2 separate regions of the Rattus norvegicus genome follow, and region 1 is linked to region 2. The links are chromatin contacts, called in public Hi-C maps. All regions are on one chromosome and are shown on one strand. The core of a region is the stretch at or near the end of the contact, and the rest is flanking DNA. Distances in the headings are between cores, read along the strand shown.

Region 1 (6,419 bases), core at 548-3,047, 69 kb before region 2:
GTTACTTCCTCCTAAGATAATATTATTTCCCATGATCCTGTAATGTTCTTAAGGGGGATCTCATTCCTGGAACCAAAGGAATGGTGTGTGATGACAGTTGTCTCAAGCCTGTCACCAGTGGCTACTGCTTTAGAGTAGGAAGGTATTGAAGTCAATCATCCTACTCAAAAAACGAGTGAATGGAGGCTGTGTTATGTATTGGGACGGGAAAGACATGAGCATCTGAATGGTCAGTGACCTGATCACCAAACATCCATCACTGTGTGTGAGAATTCTCACAGTGTAGTTCCTGTATGTATCTTCATAACAGCTTATATGTAGATAATCAGAAGGGGAAAACACAGGAGGAAAGAGGCAACTAAGAAGCTGTTAAAATTATTCAAGAGAGAAAGTTGACCACAGAAAGGAAGATGTGTGGGTGATTCAAGTTTCAAAACTTAGCAAGTTGGTTATGGGGGCTCAGCTTTCACTGCCAGGAGCCAGAAGAAAGGGCTCCAGAGGGATGGCCCTTCCTTTCACTGACTTTCTGTACAGAAGTACAGATATGAAGGGCTATCATCACCTGAGGATGTTTGCAGACATGTGGGATGAGCATGTTATTTCTTAAAAGTCATATCAACATTTATGAATTGCTTCAGAATCTCTAAACACTGATTGGAACCCATAAACTTAAAAAGTCAGCAGATAATCTAAAACCCTGAATCATATGTATACCTATATTTAATATGCCTTATTCTAATATGATTGTCCCATTGGTTGCTTCTTTCAGTATCAATCTTTTTGGTTCCAGAGCATCTTGTGTGCTTTGTGTCTGATGTAGATGATCTCTTTAGGCATAGATATCATCATCTATGGATAGCTCCCAGAGTTCTCCTATGCCCTGGTCCATATCACAAGCATGTTGACATGTCTTCCTTCCAACTTTGTCCTGTCTGTAGTGGACAGAATCTTCCACTTCAGGTGGATTCATTACTCAGTCTTTTTTCTTTAGTGGGGAAAATACAAGGAGGGAAAAAGGAAGAAGGGGGTTGGAAGTCACTAACAGTGAAGCAACTGAGCCTCCCAGGTGAGGCTGGCAGGAAGAGAAAAGGACAAGAGGAAGAGAACAGGGGATTTGCCTGCTAATTTTGTCCAGTACTGAAATCAACAATGTTCACTTCTTAAACCCTCCTGTACAGCAGAGGATCTTGTCTACTTTCAGGTCACAAAATTATAAAATGCCAATTTTCGTGGCATTTGAATCTGATGTTAATGGACCTACTTTCAGTACTTGAACAAAAATGTGCTTTGAAAAACTTTTTAAAAAGCATTGAGGGTCAATATGAGAGTTAAATTTAACGAGAAGTTATCTTGAATTTCTATGAATAACCTTATTATATAACTAGTTTTCCCATAAGCCTTTGTAACACTTTCCTCTACAAAAACAACTCAGTGAATTAATTGAAGGAAATTCATGGGCATAATGACAGCATGCAAATTACATAATACCTCTTTGATACAAAAAGAAGGCTTTCTGTGCAGATCAAAAGGCCGAATTGAAAAAAAAATGGCTAAAAACGGAGACAGTAGACATTACAGAAAGCAGGAAACAGGACGAGACAGACTGAGAGAGAAGAAGAGGTCTTGCATTAACCATGTGTTTTCTAGATGTTTGTGAAATCTGGAGCTAGCCCCTGGCATAAGAATGCACTGTACCCAATGTCTGTTTGTGGGTTTTGTCTAGTTCTTAGAACAGCATTAGTCAGGATAGTGATGTCCTCAAGCATTTGAAAAATGAATTCAACATGCCAGAAGTTACAGTAACAGTAAATCAGCCAGGGTCATCATGACCCGGAATAGTAATGAAGGCAAAGTCTGGCTTCTAGGAGTATAACTCTTGAATCAGAACGAGTGGTTATTCATGGTTAATCACGTCGGCCGATCTCAGCGGCTACACTGGCATCATTATAACATGGGACAGCACCTGTGCTTATGAAACTACCAGAAAGCCAAGAATAACAGCACAGGGTGTCCAAAGGCCCAACAGGGAATTTGACTCTGTTATATGCTGCCTACCTTCCCAGGGTTTTCTCTAGAACATTGAAGCAGCATTTATGCCCTTATCCAGTCTCTCATGATACCCTTAAGATCTACTGTCAGATCAAGAAGGAGCCACCCCACCCTTTATGACAACTATAGTGTCCTCTAAGTTTCTGCATAGCCCAGCCTGAAATGTCTTCCTGCACAGTCTTGGATGGTAACAACAATAGCCAAACCTTTGGAAACAGTGGAAATCTGATTAGGAACTTTCCTCCTCGTTTAAAAATAGAATGCTTTATTCCCAAGAAAATCAAACAATAGTTTGCGGAATTCAATTCCCTCATAAATTTGAGTGTTACTAATAAAGGAATTCTTAAGGACAACTCTATTGTGCATCACAAAGATAGAAAGCTGCTGCCTAGGACATGTTGTTCCAAAGTTTATTCTTCTTTAGGGCTTTTTAAATGTGGCTGTGTCCACCAGTCACCTAGAGTACTTGGTGAACTATAGGCCACATAGCTGATATGTATTGAAATCCCCAGTAAAACCTGAGATTCTGAATTCCTAACCCCCAGAGAATGCCAGTCTCGTTGTTGCTGTGGAATGGAGAGTGTGCAGTTGGGTGAAGCTTCTCTCAGTTTCCTTTATCTTCAAGCAAAGCTTGACTACTTCACCGTTACTGACTCTGTCAAATGTAGAGGTCTGCAATGAGCACTGTGTTAATGTCCTATGTCCTAAGGGCTGATTGGTCACAGTACAGAATTATCATGTGGGCAGGAAGCCAAATAGGGACTCGTGGGATGACTTGTGCAGCCCTTGGAGGGAGCTCTGTACAAGGTCATTTTTCAGACAAGGCCAACCATCTGTGTTCAGGGACACTCTCCAGGCAGCCAGGCAGAGAAAGGGAAGCCCCATTGAGAAGGCAAGTCCTCCATTTAGCACCAAGCTCAGAAAGCCATCCAGACATGGGGGACTGTGACCTTAATAGCAGGGTTCTTCAATAGTCATATTCTGATTTTTGTTATTACAAGGACATACCTGAAATGGGGGTAATTTTTAAAGATTAAGCTTTTTGTATCCCACAGTGCTCAAAGTTGGGATCATAAGACCATATCCTTAATTCACATGGGGAAACCAAAATGAAAATGCCCACGCTTTATCAGAGTTCAGTGTAGCAATCACTAATTCAGTCCCATGAGCATTAACCCAACTGCAGGCAAAAGGAACCAACCTGTTTTTAACATTTCTTCATTAAAAAAAATTACTTTGTAGATTTTGGTGTTTTACCTGTGTTCATGCAGTATCCTCAGATGCAAGAAGAGGAGACAGAAGTCCCTGGAACTAGAGTTATAGACAACTGTGACCTGCCACAGGGGTTCCTGGCCTCAAACATGGGTTCTCTAGAAGAACAAGATCTCAAAAACTTAAGTTTTGAAACCAGTGAGTAATAAATGCGCAAAGAGTGAGCACTCATGGGGAAGCACATAATGAAGGATTTCTTTGTTCTGGCCCCAAGATCAGTCAGGGTTTTCAGTATTATTCAGTCAAAAAGTCAAGATGTTTTTCTACACAAGAAAAGGAAAATGTAGGTTAAGATACTTCAAAGCATTCAGCTCCATACACTTTAGTTGCTGCACTGAGGAATGGGTCAACAGAACTAGAATCTCACCTTGCTATGGGCTAGACTGAAAGTCAATCTAACGTCTCTCTGAACCTCAGTTTCTTTATAGTAAACAAGGATAGATGAAATAATAGACCATGTTCATCCTTAATGGGAGATGTCAGTTATATAAGAGAGATTGATTACCTTTCTAGGTCTGGCATAATTTCAGAAGTAACATTTCTGAGGGTTCTTATGAAATGAGGAAGCGAGTCTCAGCAGAGACTTCTAGTTACTGGTTTTTTCAGTCTGACCAATTTTGTTTATTTATTTTGCTTGTTTATTTATTTTAGATGGGGTCTTGGGTTGTAGCCTAGGCTATGCATTAGTTTCTACCCTTGAGCCTTGGTTTGCATACCCAGAAGCCCTTGAGTGAAATGGTGGCCAGGTTCCTCTAAGAAAGGATCGTGATAAAATATTTAAATGTTTTACCAGTAACCTTTCTCCAGTCCTTCCCCAGAGGGAAATATAGCCTTTTACAAGAGTAACTGTGTACCAGGGGAAAGAAAACAATCAGACTTTCCTGGGTCTATTGGATGCTAGTCCTGAATTAACACCTTTCCGTGGAGATCCCAAGAAACTTGGTGGCCCTCCAGCTAAACAGGAGCTTTTGGAAGTCAGGTGATTAGTAGAGGTTTGGCTCATGTCCTACACATAGTAGGGCCAGTGTGTCCTCAAATTCACCCTGTGGTTATTTACCCAATCTCAGAATGTGTAATTGGAATAGATATACTTAGATGTTGGCAGAATTCTCACATTGGTTTCCTGACTGTGGAGTGAGGGTTACTATGGTTGGAAAGGCTAAATGGAAGCCTTATGAGTTGCCTGTGTCAAGGAAAACAGTGAATCCAAACCACTATTGCATCCTTTTAGGAGTGCTAGAAATTAGTGCCACCATCAGGGAATTGAAAGATTCCCACCACAGGTCTCCTTAACTCTCCTATTTAGACAGCACAGAAGACATATGGATTGTGGAGAATGACAGTTAACTATCAATAACTTAATCGGGTAGTGACTCTGATGGCAACTGCTAGAGCAGATAAGTTGCCCTTACCTGAGGAGATAAACACCTCCTTGCTCAAGGATGTGCTTCATAGTTTCCTGTCCACTTGACACAAGCTAAAATCATCAGAGAGGAAGAGCCTCAAGGAAGAAAATGCCTCCATAACATTGAGCTGCAGGCAAGCCTGTAGGCCATTTTATTAATTAGTGATCGGTCGGGGAGATCTTGGGTTTTATAAGAAAGCAGGCTGAGCAAAGCCAGGAGGAGCAAGTTAGTAGGCAGCACTCTGCCATGGCCTCTGCATCAGCTCCTGTCCCCAGGTTTGGACTCTGCTTGTGTTCCTGACTTCCTTCAGTGATAAGACCATTATGTGAACAGTAAGCCACATCCTGACCCCACAACTTTCTTGTGGTCATGGTGTATCATCATGGCAATATTAACCCTAGCTACCACAACAGATAAACAGTAAATGGCATCATTAAGATGAAGCAGTCTGATTTCCTGTTATAAAACTCAAGTTTTTGATTACTCAGCTTCTTGGTTTTCTCCTTGTGTGTGTCCTCTCCGTTATGCTGGTATTTGACAGACTGGTCTTTCAGAAGATTGTCCTAAGAATTTCTTCCAAGTGTTTGCTGTATTTCCTTCTGTTCTCCATCATAGATTATTATCATGTGCAAGGCAGAATTGATAAGATTTCTGCCTTCTGTGAATGCTCATGCTGTGTGGGCTACATAAACAATTGAGCGGCTGCTTGTTCACTATGCCAGAGGACTGCCTCCCACATTCTTACTGTCCTCCTTCTCAAAGGTCACTGGTGTTTATTGGAACTTCCAGGCAGAATTAGACACAATTAGATCTAGGTCTTCAGGTGGTCATCATTAAGAAACTCACAAATAACAAAGTCAAGGCAAATAATAATGGGATGCAAGAATAGCAGTTTTTTTAAAAAAACAAAACAAAACAACTTTTTATTGATTCATTGTGACTTTTACCTCATGTACCCCAGAATTGATCATCTTCCCATCCCCTCATATATGTCATTCCCTCTTGCACCCTCCCTAATAAAACATATTCACATGCACGCATGCGTGTACACACACACACACACACACACACACACACACACACACACACACACACACAGACAAACAAAAAAACGAAGCATAGAAAAATATCTCATCATAGAAGTTGCAGGATGGTACAGTGTGTCCCATAGTATATCTATATCCCTCTGTCCATACATCTTCACTTGCAAATGTTTATTTCATGAGTCATTTGAGGTCTCTGACTTCGATGACTCCATTGATATTAGATCCTCTTCAGGACTCTCTGGTCATCTTGTTGTCCTGTGTCATGGAGATCCTACAGCTTTGGCTCAACAAGACTGGCCCTTCCATGTGCCCCATCTGTTTGCAGATGATTAAGATTTTGGGCTGGGTCAACTCAGAGCCTGGATGGTAGCACAGGCTCTCCCTTATCCACACCACCAGGGCGAGTTCTCTAGTACTGCTCCGGCTAGACCATCAGTACCACCATCAGCAGAAGGCAGAGTCAGCTGTCCGGCTTTCATGCGCTGGTGGCTAGCTCACCTGTACCCAGGCCACCTCCTGGCAAAGGAGTGGCAGAGCCCCCCATCTGGGATGGCTCACCTTTGTCCCTATTACCAGGGTCAGCTCTGCTGTGCTGCCAGGGTGCTCCAGAGGGCTGCTGCAGGTGAGAGGTAAGGTCAACTTTCCA
Region 2 (6,395 bases), core at 2,084-4,583:
ACAGACACACACACACAGACACACACACAGACACACACACACAGACACACACACAGACACACACACAGACACACACACAGAGACACACACACAGACACACACAGACACACACACAGACACACACAGAGACACACACAGACACACACACAGACACACACACACAGACACACACACACAGACACACACACAGACACACACACACACTCCTCGTAATCAATAGATGTGTGCTGAAACTCAAATATAGAAAAGAATAAAAAAAAAGGCAAAGAAGAAAACAACATTTATGTACGTGCTTAAGTGCTAGCAGAGAAATATGTATATGTCCGTTTGACTTTGAAGAGCAGAGGCAGAGGACAATAACAAGACCATGCTCAGTAACCAGAAAGTGTGAAGAATCTCTGTGAGCTGGAGAGGAAGTAGAGTGACTGAGTGTGAAAACTGCCCGATGGAACAGGTCCATTAAGTGAGTTCATGCTTAGTGATATGTGAGCCAACAGTAAAGAACTGTTCACCAGGGTGAACAGCTTAAGCAAAAGTGATGGAGGTGCTACACACACACACACACACACACACACACACACTCACATACACACACTCACATACACACACTCACATACACACACACTCACACACTCACACACATACACACACTCACACTCACACACACTCACACACACATACACACACTCACACACACACTCAAACACACTCACATACACCACACTCACACTCACACACACTCACATACACACACACTCACATACACATACACTCACACACACTCACATACACACACTCACACACTCACATACACACACTCACATACACACACAGTCACACACACAGTCACACACACACACTCACATACACACACTCACACACACACTCACACACACACTCACACAGACTGACACACACACATACACACACACACACACACCCATGTGCGTGCACAATATCACAGAGGGCTCTGGAAAATGAGAGTGATAAACAGGATGATGTTCTGGGAGACTTGATCTAGCCAGCATGATCAAAAGAGTTTGACAACCAACTGTCATTCTACTCTATTTTTATTAGATATTATTGCAAGGACTTCATCTCTGCAGTATGGGCCACTTATACTCTGACAGGTGACTTAATGTATTAGCATCTGTGTAATAGGAAATAACCAATAGCAAAGGACCAACCCTTTGAGAAAAGGGACACAAAGAAAGTGATAAATGCTATATCCAAGAACTAACAACAAATGAATCTGGGCGTCATACATCAAGAAGCACTTTGGAATGAAGATGGGTGAGTAAAAAAAAAAGACATATTTAAATGGAAGAATTAGAGATCTGGAAAACAGGAAATACAAAATCTCAACACATGTTCACCTTAGTAGAATGGCTGCCACAGAATGAAGAATTTGTAGGCCAGAAGGGCCAGGTTTTGGCATTCCCCAAGAATGTAATACACAGGGGTGTGTATAGGCAAAGAATTAAAGAAAAACCCAAGAAATATGCTTACACATTCTAACACCAGTCCAGCAGCATTTTTCACATGGAAAAACAAAAGGATAAGGACCAGGGAGCAGTCCAATGTGAGACAACATATTAACCATGAAACCTCATGTACCTGGCAACCTCGCCCTGAGACACACAAAGCAAACACTGCTGAACTACAATAGCAATTTATAAATCCACAGTGATAATATGAGAGTTTTCTGTATGTCTCTCAGAACCAATTCCATAATTTTAAACCATTAAGGCAAAAATTTAAATACGATAATATAGAACATTTAAAAATATGCTTATAGGTGTTTTTATATTTAATTTGAATACACTAGATTTACACAGCCATTATATGTTTATATATATACATATATACGAATATGTATTACTCAGATATGTACACCACTGAGTCATAAAATGTATAATGTTTTCAAAAAATAAAATAGTTCCCCAAACTGAACTTGAAATTGGTCTTAAAAATTTACTCTTTCTGAACACTCTTCACAATACAATAAGACCAAAAATTCCCCAAGTTCCCTTCTATACTCTAATTATAGCTGAACTCATAACAAGATTCATAAATTACCAGAACCAAATGGTCACCAGAACATAATACACTCAGTGTCTATAAAGCTTGGTGATGCATTTCTCTGATGGAAAGATTCAACGTAACTACGTTCACTGGGAACCAGAGACTGAACATGAATGGATGCCTACGTCCAAATCTCCCCGTCCACACACCAAACAATAGCCAGGAACTAAACCATAAAATGATGGACAACATATAGATGAACTAAAATGTGTTCATTAAGGGTAACCAAGCAGACAAAATACTAACAAGTGGAAGCAGGAAATAAAGTCTGCACAAACTTTCCCCGGAGTATCAGAGACTAAAGAGGGCATAGCAGCCAGTCTACCTCGGACCACCATTTAATGGTCATTTAGTGACGGAACTCCTTGAAGGCAAGGACAAGTATAGAAAGCAGGATCTCGCTGATGATGTTAGGGTTTCCTGAGAACCTTTGACAGCTTGCAGAATGTGTTTGAAAAAAAATGTTGCTTTTAGAGTGTACAATGGAAAGGCGATTGAAACTAGTATTGGGCATGTGGTAAGCTATGCTTGACTGGAGAGGATATCCCACAGTGGGAAAGTTACCAATTCTTGTTTGGTGCTTGTTTGGAATCCTTTTCAATTCTGCTAGTTGGTCAGTAAATCCTGTCATGGACATAGTGTGTGAGGGCTCTGGGTGGGGGCAAAGCCTGCCAGTCCTTCATCGTCAGCATCCTTCTCAGAGACTAATGATGACATCACACCACAGTGATTAGAAAAGAACCAACAGAAAGGGAGCAGCAAGCTCCTTCAAAATGACAAGAAAAAATAGAAAATTCAGACATGGTGAAATGGGCAGAATTGCTATACAGGAGACAATGTAAACTTATGTACCTCTGAGTGACAGTGTTTTTTGTTTTTTTGTTGTTTTTTTTTTTTTCTACCTTTTACTTTTTTGTAAGAAGCAGATGAACTCTGTTTTAAGGATGGCCTTCCAAGTATTCCCAGGTCTTTAAAATTAAGTCCAGGGAATTATTTTTCAAATATATCCCCCTCCCCCAGTTCTCTGGGGGGGGGCAAAAATCTGGCATTTTATTTTACTAGGGAGGGGATGTTTTTTCTTAAATCTAGTTTATCTACGGGAATCGCTTCAGAGTGCCAAATTGTTCTGCTACTCTGAAACCAAAAGCATGGAAATCCGGGAAGAACCGCTCCCACTGTTCCAAGGCTGATAGCATGCCCAAGTAGTTCATGCAGATGAATGGACTAGCCTAATAGGCATAGGAGTGGCCGAGCTTCGCCCCAGAGGCTCTCCCGATGAAGAGGTGAAGAACTGAGGGTCTTTACCTTGAGCTGTGCTCAGCGCTACTGCTGCTATGGCCCAGAGCAGGCTGTAGGTGGACAGATGGCAGAAAGGTCTCCTGAATACCTGAAGACAGAAAGCAAATGACAGAAAGAGAGGTTGCGTTTGGACAGAGCCGGGGAGAAGTCCTTATGATACCCATGCTAGGAAATGCAGGAGTCAAGCGTTTACCCGCCAGAGTTTTGTGGAAACAGAAGCCAAGGCTATACATAGAAGAAATCACAGAGTGCTCGGGATGTGAGGAGGGGAAAGCTACTGTGTGGTTCTTTCATAGCCCTGGCCATGTGAGCCTTGCTTTTAAAGCCACCATTGTCTTGTGGAGAGCAAAGTCTTGGATACGTAGGCTCCCTGAGTCAAACTGCCTTACGTTAATAGAGAAAAATACAGAAAGTATAAATGTCAGACAGCTTACCCTTCTAAATAATCAGCTACTGTTAATATCAAGGACAAAGCTCAAAAGGAAAACATTTCTCAGAAATGTTACTGCCCTGAGCTTCGCTGAGGCCGGTTCTTGAAAATGCAGTTTCAAAAAAAAAAAAAAAATTGAAGCCAGCACTAATATTAACTTTGTTTATTCCTTCAGTGCTTTACTTTTCTTTAACTGGTCAGGAACTGGTCAGAGGTGCCCTGATAGATGTCCTGGTACTATTTAAGAAAATATTATTCTGGGCATTGCCTTGCAATAAACTGAGGAGACAGAGTGTTCTGATCAGCTACCCTTTATGCTTGCCTCAGAACTGTTTCACTGGGCCTAAAGTGTACTTTCTCAGATGTATATGTTTGTAGCTAACTTTGTGTGGGGGTGTGGGGGTGTGTGTGTGGTGTGGGGGGTTGTGTGTCTGTGTGTGTCTGTTTGTCTGTGTGTGTGTCTGTGTGTGTCTCTGTGTATGTGTGTCTGTGTGTGTAACTCTCTTTCTCTCTGTGTGTGTGTCTCTGTATCTGTGTGTGTGTGTGTGTGTGTGTGTGTGTGTGTGTGTGTGTGTGCATCTACGCATGCATGTGATGTGCATGGGAGTCAAGAACTATGCTTTATGTGTGAAGGTCAGGGTGTGTCAGGAACCAGGCTGATGGAATTCGGTTCTCTCCTTTCACCTTCATGTGAGTTTCAGGGACTGAACTTGGGTCACCAGACTTGTGCAGCAGGGGCCTCAAGACACTGAGCCATCTCAGTAGCCATAATTCTATATTTTTTTTATACTACTGCTAACTTTCTCTGTAATTTTCATGAACTGAATTTCATTTTTATTTCACCTTGCCATTCCAACTGGGGCTAGAAACTTCCTTTCAGTCAAAGTAGTACCTTCTGTCCATTCAGCTTCCAAGCACCCCAACACTCTATGAAGCTCCCCAGTTCTGGCATTACATCTGCAATCCAGGAAGGTATGGAGGCTTACGGCACACCAAGGCACAGCATGGGGCTGCTCTGGTCTTTTATTACAACCATTTTTCTACCTTGTGTTTGCTAAGATAGCTGTGTTTCTCTCAGTCACTAAGACCATGCTTCATATAATTATTACTTCACAGGCCAACTGCAGCTCTCTTGTAAACTACTCCAGGTTCTCCTTGAACTGAGCAAAGGAAATTCATTATCTAAGTGCCTGTGGCAGTCTGCTATAGTTCATTCTGTCTTCTTTGGGACTCAAGACCTATATACAGGTTCTATGTTTGATTCTCAGTTGCAAGGGGGTAGGATACAATATTCCTTCTTTTATACAAGTTGGTGCCTGGCTTTGGCTGTAGACACCAGTCAGCCTTTTCCTTCTCTTGGACTGGAATACCCTTATCTCCCTAGGGTCAGAAAAGCTGGTTCTTCCACCACTCTGGAGCTTGTCAACAATTCTTTCTGGAATGAACTTTTCCCTCCTCTTTCAGCGTGTGGGGTTTTAAAGCTTGAGTATCTAGGCTAATATTATCACAAAACTTTGTTTTCGGAAACTTCTCTGACTTTCAGTGATAATGTTCTTCACCTAGGGTAGTAGATACATGACTATCTGGTCTGAAAGACCAGGGGACAAGAATAAATGACGGGAATAGATACATACATGATAAATGTATCAAAACATTTATTTCAACTTTAGTTTGCTTTTGGTGACTAAGCTACTAATAGTCACAAGACTAACATATATTGAACACATAATGTACCTGGCGCTGTCATTAACACTTGAGATCAACTACTTCACCCAACACTTCAGGAAGCTACGAAGAAGGTGCTGTTCATATCAACGCTTGCACAATGTAGAATGTGAAGGAGAGATTTTAAGTAGCTTTCTTCAGGTAGCATAGACAGGAAGTAGTAGAGACAAGACTCAAACCCAAGCACTGGCTCCAAACTTCATACAATCATAACCACACCGACAAACTGTCTGACCCTGTGCATAAAACACTGTTGGATTTTTATTGGTTATTTTATTTATTTACCTTTCAAACGTTATCCTCGTTTCTGGTTTCCTCTCTACAAACCCTTTACCTCATCCCCCCTCACCCCTGCTTTTATGAGGGTGCTCCCCCACCCACCCACTCACTCCCACCTCACCACCCTAGCATTCCCCTGTGCTGGGGTATCGAGACTTCACAAGACCAAGGGTCTCCCCTCCCACTGATGCTAGATAAGTCCATCCTCTGCTACATAGACAGCTGGAACCATGGATCCCTCCATGTGTATTCTTTGGTTGGTGGTTTAGTCCCTGGGAGCTCTGGGGAGTCTGGTTGATTGATATTGTTCTTCTAATGGGGCTGCAAATCCCTTCAGCTCCTCCAGTCCTTCCCTTAACTCCTCCACTGGGATCCCTTTGATCAGTCTAGTGGTTGTCTTCGAGCATCCGCCTCTGTATTGGTCAAGCACTGGCAAAGCCTCCTAGGGGACAACTATAGCACTGTTGGTTTTTAAAATTAGTTACGAATGTAAAAATATTTTTTGTACCTTTCTATCTCAAAAAAATGTGATCGTGAGGATTATCAAGCTTTTGCTGATTTGTCAGGATCGCATTTA

The links. A called contact is a pair of places that touch in the nucleus more often than the background predicts.
Region 1: a Hi-C map of frontal cortex shows a contact between it and region 2, with 2.3 times the contacts expected there. The contact joins two enhancer-like sites. A contact is called at or near these places in 3 of 12 Hi-C or Micro-C datasets (Schwann cells, frontal cortex and mammary epithelial cells).

Annotation. Positions count from the first base shown.
Region 1 is chr11:68,989,124-68,995,542 of GRCr8, reverse strand. No RefSeq gene overlaps it. Among named protein-coding and RNA genes, the nearest start is that of Cd200, 76 kb to the right of the region's middle. Within about 2 kb of position 1,797, at least 27 of the 93 cell types and tissues checked have an H3K27ac peak or open chromatin away from gene starts, as enhancers often do. A contact at or near this core is called in Schwann cells, where this site is marked.
Region 2 is chr11:68,921,894-68,928,288 of GRCr8, reverse strand. It overlaps Cd200 (Cd200 molecule), which reads right to left. Exons shown (of 6, transcript NM_031518.3): 2 at 3,391-3,472. Cd200l1 (CD200 molecule like 1) reads right to left here. Exons shown (of 6, transcript XM_039088891.2): 6 at 4,646-6,395. Among named protein-coding and RNA genes, the nearest start is that of Cd200, 8.8 kb to the right of the region's middle. Within about 2 kb of position 3,333, at least 41 of the 93 cell types and tissues checked have an H3K27ac peak or open chromatin away from gene starts, as enhancers often do. A contact at or near this core is called in Schwann cells, where this site is marked.